Regions from separate parts of the Mus musculus genome. Here regions 2 and 3 are each linked to region 1. Evidence: chromatin contacts called from public promoter capture Hi-C data. All regions are on one chromosome and are shown on one strand. The core of a region is the stretch at or near the end of the contact, and the rest is flanking DNA. Distances in the headings are between cores, read along the strand shown. Region 1 overlaps Tnpo1 (transportin 1). Region 2 holds the start of Mccc2 (methylcrotonoyl-Coenzyme A carboxylase 2 (beta)). Region 3 holds the start of Cenph (centromere protein H).

The links. Promoter capture Hi-C pulls out the DNA fragments that hold promoters and counts their contacts.
Region 2: a promoter capture Hi-C map of the C10 cell line shows a contact between it and region 1, with 11 times the contacts expected there. The contact joins the promoter of Mccc2 here to the enhancer-like site in region 1. A contact is called at or near these places in 12 of 39 promoter capture datasets (the C10 cell line, the HPC-7 cell line, cranial neural crest and 6 more), 1 of 484 Hi-C or Micro-C datasets (pre-B cells) and 3 of 115 datasets of contacts at active chromatin or transcription factors (astrocytes, large pre-B cells and stem cell-derived neural progenitor cells).
Region 3: a promoter capture Hi-C map of cranial neural crest shows a contact between it and region 1. The contact joins the promoter of Cenph here to the enhancer-like site in region 1. A contact is called at or near these places in 4 of 39 promoter capture datasets (the C10 cell line, cranial neural crest, embryonic stem cells and 1 more) and 1 of 9 other capture datasets (liver).

The regions. Positions count from the first base shown.
Region 1 is chr13:98,844,110-98,846,809 of GRCm38.p6, forward strand. It overlaps Tnpo1 (transportin 1), which reads right to left. Exons shown (of 24, transcript NM_178716.3): 23 at 2,312-2,454; 24 at 1-511. The coding sequence ends at 2,347. Among named protein-coding and RNA genes, the nearest start is that of Gm34995, 29 kb to the left of the region's middle. Within about 2 kb of position 1,297, at least 7 of the 459 cell types and tissues checked have an H3K27ac peak or open chromatin away from gene starts, as enhancers often do.
Region 2 is chr13:100,014,282-100,016,981 of GRCm38.p6, forward strand. It overlaps Mccc2 (methylcrotonoyl-Coenzyme A carboxylase 2 (beta)), which reads right to left and starts at 1,358. Exons shown (of 17, transcript NM_030026.2): 1 at 1,105-1,358. The coding sequence starts at 1,233.
Region 3 is chr13:100,774,484-100,777,183 of GRCm38.p6, forward strand. It overlaps Cenph (centromere protein H), which reads right to left and starts at 1,416. Exons shown (of 9, transcript NM_021886.2): 1 at 1,204-1,416. The coding sequence starts at 1,319.

The DNA of each region.
Region 1 (2,700 bases), core at 47-2,546:
CTAGGGGAGGCAAGCTGATTTTAACTGTTAGTTTTAAGTAGTTCTTCATCAGCATGCAAAACAAGGCCCCGTAACGTGGGAAATTTATATAAAAACCTTTGATAAAAAGCCACCTTACTGCTGCAGCCTCCCACTCTTAGGTGTCCTTTGCTGTGGACCTGGGATTTTCCTCCTCCTTATCATTCCCTAGGCATTGTTTAAGTGGTTCTTGTTTTGGTACAATCCCCCATAATATTCCAGAAAGTACTGTTCTGTGAGTAGACGGAATAGTTTTTGCTTCTTCACATCCAGTGCAGAGTTGTAATTGGAGACAGATTTCCACCCACAAAGGCTCCAGATGTTAAAACATTTCCCAACATCGACTTAGTACAGTGACGGCAACACCTCCCTCCCGCCCCTCCCAGTAGGGTTGGGATTGTACTGTATTCCCTACTGGTTTACCCTTCCCCCCTGTAAAGGGTAACATTTTCCCTGGGTGCAGAGGCTCCCATAGTCTCCAAGACTGACGGACCTGCAAAAAAACAAAACCAAGTTCATCTTTAATACCTTCCTCTGTTTCAGAGCCAATGGAGCATAAATCCAGTCCAATAACAATTCTATCTCTAGCAATAGAGAAAATAAGAAAATGGGCAAATTGACTAAGATCATGCTATGTTCTTCTGAGACTCTGGACAGTCTGCATCAGATATGAAGGAAGGCAAACCCACATTGGGAACATACAGAGTCTAATGCTTCATATAATGAATCCTGCCTTGCATGCTACTTATCTTTACCTCTTTTAGCAGAATGGCCCTAAATTCAAACTGAACATTTCCTGCATAATGCCACTTTACTTTCTTAAAAAATAAAATCTTAATTTAAGATAGTCACTTTCCTTTTTATCCAATGTCTAAGGAAACAAATTCTAATTTTACCCTACTAGGGTCAGAAAGTAGTAATGTCCAGAAATAAAACACACACCCATTTTCTTGATGTTCTTAATTAGTTCTCCTTTCAACTACTTAATGTGCTTATTTTCTATATTCTCAGGCAATCTCATGTTGCTGATGTGAAGTTTTAAAATTACTAACACAGTTCAATGTGAAGATAGACCTAAGAAATCAACACTACTAAGCTGGTTAAACCAATGTCTGACAATGGTCCTTTCACAAAAAAAAAAAACAATCAAACTTTGAACACTTGGTAAATGTTTGAATGAATTCACAGTGGTTAATTAACCCACCAGTGAAGTAACAACCAGCCCCTATTCTCCTGCTTTTAAATGGGAACACAAAGTAGCAAGAATAAAGGCCACCGTGGCACTCTTAAATCTAACTAGGAAACAATTATTTTCTACCTGATCCAGAAGCAGGATCATCAGTTAACCTTAGTTGGTGGTGGCACCAAAGAGACACCAAAGAGACACACTACCAAGACTGCCTCTTCAGAGCTAAGTCACCCCCCCACCCCCACCCCAGTGCATTCTTAGGATCAGAGAAAGCAAATGCTGACACCGAGGGCTCTTCACTGAAGTGAACATCACAGAGGGCCTAGAGAGTCTGAGGCTACAAACTGATTTCTACTCCCTGCTAGGCTAGGTAACTCAGGTAATGAATCTTTCTGGCTCAGACTTAACAAGCAGCTAGCAAAAACCAAAATGAAACAATCCCAACCCTTGTGATGTACAGGGTACTACAATTTAGTAAAATCCACATTTTTACACATTTAGTGTGTCCTTTGGCTTTCAGATAGGTCTCAGGTTGTGTTCAGGTTGAGCTCACTGTACTGGTCTAAATAGTGTGCAAGGCAAACACACCAAGCTCTGTCACTATGCCCACAGTTTCACTCTCAGCACAACTCACCAAGGGAACCGTAGCTAAGCAAGAACAGCTTAGTCTGGAGTTGTGAACAGAGATTATCTAGAGCAAACACCCAAAGCACTTGGCTCTGGACTTCTTCAAACCCAGTCTTCCATGAACAACTTTGAAAGAATGTGGGTGCCTGACACAAGGGTGTAAAACATCATCTACTCCCAGAATTCAGTTTCAATGTTAAATGTGTTTCCTTAAAGGTTATAACATAAAGCCTCTTGCCCTTGCCATGTGTAAAATTATAAAGTTAAGGCTTCAAAAATGAACCACTTTTGCCACTGCTCCCCACCACCGTGACTAACCGCTCTTGTACAGAAAGAGAGTGAGAAGAGTAAACTAATGTAGATATCAAACTAGTGTACCAACCAGGATCTCTGTTAAGAGAGTGTGTGTGGGTATGAGCATTATTTGACCACACTATTAGTCTTTCACTCTGAACATTTCTAAAACTTGTAACTTACCCCTAGTTTTGGGACTGCAGCTTAAGTGTATTAGATTAAACACCATAAAAAGCTGCAAGACGCTCTTTTAAGGGAAGAGGAAACTGGTCAGAGAATCGCCTCCAATTTTCATCCCCAACTTGGTTTTTAAATCCATGAAGGATCTGCAAAGAGTGACAAGCTATTAACTTATTAATAAAGATAAAACCTCAGATCTATATAGCTTTAGGAGTCAAACATTATTGATGTTAATTATGACTTTTAAACATTTCAAGGTATTAATTCTCAAACCCTGTTAATTAAACTCTCTATACCGTATGACTTCACCAAAACCACCTCCATGCTTTAAGTTTAAAACTCAGGCAATGTCCTTAGCAATATGATGTACAAGAAATCTCTGATATTAAACT
Region 2 (2,700 bases), core at 108-2,607, 1.2 Mb after region 1:
CAGTAGGGAGGCAGGGAAACAAATACCACATTTTCTCTCACATGCAGAATCTAGGTTAGATGTACAATTTAGGGACATGAAAGTATAAGGACTACTTGGAAAGAGAAAAGGAGACAGCAAAAGAGTGGAGAGGAGATAAGAGAGTCATGTATGTACATATAGTGAAGTGTATTTATTACTTTGTACAATTAGTATATAGTAGTTGTATTTTGTTGTAGTGGTGGTGGTAGTTTTTTTGAGAAGTTATTTTGTAACTTTGGCTGTCCAGGAACTGGCTTTGTTGATCAAGGTGGACCGAACCTCACAAAGATCCACCTGCTTCTGCTCTGTGTGCTCTAGGTGCCTTCAGCCCTTCAGGGCTAGGACACCTCTTACCACACAGCCGCACAGCTATCTGATTTCTAGTTAACGTTTCCCAGCCCCAAATGACTTTCATTCCTACACATCCAGGCCAAATACTTAAAATACCGCACAAACAACTTAGTGCTTAACTAAGTTAACTTCTTCCCTGGCAAATAACTGCTGGTTCTATGAATAATTCAGACGTTATCTGTAGAGGCCATGAAACAGATTTAAATGTTCCAGCTTTGATACTTCACAAATTATGAGTTGCTTCTTTGGCCAGGGGAAGCCACTCAGTCCCAAGAAAAGCTATGTAAAGACATTGTGAGCTGTGTATTGTTAATATAACTATTAAGCGGAAGAGTGTAAACTATCGTGCTATGGTAGTTCCTAAAGGTGGCTGCCACAAGACCGCTAAAGAATATACCCAGCCATGCAAACACGAGGACCACAACTTCGTGATTACAAAGTTGCCAAACCGGTCTCGGGCATTTGTAAGTTGTCCAAGCGACAATGCTTTGTGGGGTTTTGAGAACCACTGATTTGAGTGACACAAAATGCCAGTACCAGTCCTAAAAGTGAACTAAAATCTCACTGGAACGACTTCCTTCTGCAAACTTCACAGGACCCTACTGAGTCCCAGAATGACGCCTGAAGCTGCAAAGGAAAGAACAGCAGAGATCCAAGCATGCCCACCCTCTGGCCTCCGATGACTCCGGGGCAGGAAGGCGAACAGGCCTCCAGGACGCTCGCTCAACCTACCTGGTAGGTGGAGGAGGCCGAGTCAGGCTGGGTGCCCAGTCGGGCCACTGAGTCCCCGTGATAGGCACGCTGCGGGGGTACAGCAGCCCGACAGCACGGTCGCAGAGCTGACCTCAGCGCGCCCCACATGGCGATGGCAAACACCCAAAAGAGAAAGAGAGCGGCCCTGCAGCTCGGTTCTGCAGCTCCTGGGGGCTGCTCCTCCAGAGTCCTTGCAGCACCAGCCCTGGTCCATCAGCTCCCAGGCCAGCCCCGCACACGTGCCATCGCAGACCACCTCCAATTGGTCGGCGCTGCGCGCCACGCCTCTCTACTCCGCCAATGAGGCGCAGAAGAGCAGCTGCGCGAGTCCAGGTTCCATCGCGAGCCCAGGAACACTGGGCCGAGTAGAGCGAACAGATAAGTGGCTGCTGTCCTGCCGAAGCGTTTGTCACAAGCATGCACCCGCCTCTAGCCCATGTACTGCAGAGCTTCAGCACACCTGATCATTTTTAGAATGTGACAGATTGTAGACATCAGTACTGGGATCTTCACACCAATAAGGATTAAAAACACTCTGCGAAGTGCCTTAGTGTTGTTTTGTTTTGTTTTGACTCGCACACTTTATTGAATGCTTACGTGTTACTACAGCATGAGCAAAGTAAAAGCGCCAGGAGCATCAGAAAGATGAACAGGCTAAGGAGAGGGTCGGCTGTGCCCTAGGAGGAAAGATGCTGTAGGAGAATAGCACCCGAATAAAAGCCAGATTGGGTAGAAACACATAACTAAGATGGGAGCCAGGCTTGGTCGCTCTGTCTCCCTTGGGGACCATAGACTCTACCACTCTGCAGCTTCAAGAAAGAAGCCCGACCCACAGAAAACTATGGTAAACCAATTGATAGAAGGCTTGTCAAAGTTTCTGTAGCTTACTAAGTGAAGAGTCCACAGACTACTAAGTGAAGAATTTAGAGGCTAGGGTGGGCAACAAAATGAGACATTGTCTGAAACCAACTGTTTTAACATGAATCTTGAAGACAATGTCATCATACAAATAGTGTTGGGCTGAGTGGTAGAACGCTTGCCTAGAATGCAAAAGGCTCTAGGTGTGTGTGTGTGTGCGCGCGCGCACATGCACACAGAGGAGAGAGAGAGTAGGTGAAACATGCCTACTATATTAAATGGTGCTAATTTAGAAGGAGTGGCACTTTGTGTGTACAGACGTGGGTACGGTGTGTGTACAGAAGCACACATGGACACATGGAAGCTGGAGAATGTCAGTATCAAGCCATTACTCTGCCTTATTCCTTTGAAACCAAGTCTCTCACTGAACTTGCAGCGAGGTGTGCAGCTAGAAACCTCTGATCCTTCTGCCCCTGCTCAACCCAGTGCTTTTACCCACTGAGCCCTCCCTAGCTCCAGAAATGGCCAGCTTTTTTAAAATCTAAGAAAAACGAAGGCCTAAGTCAAATCAAAGTGAGTTCACCATGACATAAGCATTCTATCTTGCTACAAGCCGACCCCAAATAAGATCTTGTAATGTGGAAAATAACTTAAAGATTCACATGGCATCCAAGAAATGTAAAAGAAAACAAACCAAAGCAGAGCATTTGAGCTGAA
Region 3 (2,700 bases), core at 166-2,665, 1.9 Mb after region 1:
TACAAGTTCAAGGTTATAGCCTGCCAGTGTTTGCCTTTCCTTTTGTTTCGTTTCGTTTTGTTTTGTTTTTTTGAGGCAGGGTTTCTCTGTGTTGACCTGGTTGTCCTGGAACTCACTCTGTAGACCAGGCTGGCCTCGAACTCAGAAATCCGAGCCTCTGCCTCCCAAATGCTGGGATTAAAGGCGTGCGCCACCGCCACCCAGCTATAGGCTGCCAGTGTTTCACAGCAAGACCCTGTCTCAAAAATTCAAAACAAGTCTGTTATGAGTTTTAAAAAAATTTTTAGATGTATTTATTTTATGTATATGAGTACACCATTGCTTTCTTCAGACACACCAGAAGAGGGTATCAGACCCCACTGCAGATGGTTGTGAGCCACCATGTGACCTCTGGAAGAGCAGTCCAAGTTCTTTAACCACTGAGCCAACTCTCCAACCCTTTGTTATGCATTTTAAAGGTCTGCAAAAAACCTGTTAAATTTTTTTTTCTGCAAAGAACCACACAGCAAATAATTTAGGACTTGGCAGTCATATAGCCTGTTTTAACTATGTAACTCTGACCCTGTACCAGAAACCTGTGTCCCAATAAGCTGTATGAACACTAACATTTAGATTTCATGCATTACAAAATGTTTGGCTCCTATCTCTATTTAAATACGGAAAAACTATGCTGTAGTTGAGCTGTATGGCTCTTGCTACGCATACACCAGACGCTGCTTTTCTTAGCTTGAAGAGTTCACCATAGGCAGTAGGATAAACTTGGTCCAGGCCTTAGACTAAAGTTTCTGGCCGCCAAATTTTCTCTAAAAACTGCTGACTGGGGAGCATCATCGTCCTGGTAGGACGATAAACAACCGAAGCTTCTGGTCAGCAAAGGGTCTTGGTCCTCAAGGTGGACTGTGTCCTGTAACTTGGCGGTAGGTACTGCTCAGCCAGCCCGGACCACAGTGGCAAGACAGCACCGGAGGCCGGGTCGCAAGCCTGGCTCAAGACGGGCACAGCGCCACGTCCTCCTGCAGAATGTCCCACCCCAGCCCACTAGCCTCTCTGCGCGGAGGGCATCTTTTGCGGCTCTCTTCCCCACTGACAGGCCTAAAGCGGTGAAACTGATGGTGCCGCAAGCTTCGGAGCCCTAAATCAGCCAGGGAACCTGAATAGGAACCCTGAGCCTCCCGAGTGGGGGCGGATGCCCGCCGGGAGCACCTGAGCAGCAGGCTGATACGGTCCTCGATACGCTCCTCCGCGGCCTGCGACAGACCCCGCTTCTCTTCGCAGGCCTCAGCCCCGGCCTCAGACCTCTCCCGCGGCTGCTCCTCCATTGCAAAGGCCCGCAGGTTTGAACGCCACAGAAAATAACCCAGCAGTTCTTCCCGCCACGAAATTGGTTTCCGGAAGTTCCTACCCTTCCGGAAGGGTCCCGCCCCTTCCGCCCTGAGTCCCTCCTTCTGCTTCTCCCCTTGCAGCGGGTTGCCGTGGTTACCGTGCTGCGTTCCTTTTCTGAGGCTTCTTTCCACAATTGATTCTATTCCTCTAGCTAAGACTTTCACCAACACAGGCCATCGAAGCCTGTGGGTAGGGATAGATGGAGACGGGGCTCAGTGGTAGAACTCTTACCTAGCATGCCTAGTGTCTTGAGAAAACTTAGGATATAACTTAAACTGTATCTTTAGCGTGGCCCGGAGGGGTAAAACTTAGTGCTTAAACAGATGTCAACAGTCGTCCTGGCTGGCGCTATTATTGCCCCTATTATTACACTCCAGGTCAGGGTTTGGAGAATGGGTTTGCCCTGCATCAAATTCCCTCCAGAACTGGAGTTACACGCAGTTGTAAGCCACTTGATGTGGGGGTTAGGAATCGAGCCTGGGTCCTCCAAAGAGCCAGTGCTCTTAACCGCTGAATCATCTCTCTAGCTTCTACTCTCACTTTGAGAAAGGGTCTCATGCAGCCAAAGCCGATCTTGGACTATCAATCCTCCAAGTACTGTGAACCTGCAATATTATATTGAAAGGCTTTCTTGCTGTTCCGAGAACAGATCTGGGGTCCCTATTATAACTCCTGAGGGCCATACCTTTAGTTTAGTGGAGAAATGAATGCCTCAACCAGGAGGCAGTGCTGGCACATGCTCTCCAGACTTTACCATGCCACTAACACGCCCTTTCAGTTCCTGGCACGGGTACTCCATCCGACTATCAGTGAAAATTCTATCAGAAACTGGAAAGGGTATCTGCAATCCTAGAGCAGGAGGTTGGGCAAAAATGTGATGAGTTCGAGGCCAGCCTAGGATACACAGTGAGTATGAGACAGAGAACATGTCAAGATCCTGTCAGAGGGTTGGGATTAGAAATCACGTTGAGAATTGGGTGCCCCCAGTGTCGCTGACTTGACACTTGAGCCTTGACGTTGAGAGGCGAAAATGCTGTACATGAGCCTTGCGTGGTCACTTGAGGGATAAGTCCTTGCAGAACAAACAAAACAGCAGCTCTTTGAAGGGGAGGGCTGTGGTCCTTCATAGCTTTTGTCCAAGTTGATCATACCATGCTTATTGTTAACACAGTCCTGTTATCAAAGTACTACAGCTGCCATTTGTCTTTTTAAAGATTCATTTATTTATGTATATGAGTACACCGTAGCTGTACAGATAGTTGTGAGCCTTCATCTGGTTGTTGGGAAATCAGTTTAGGACCTCTGCTCACTCCAGTC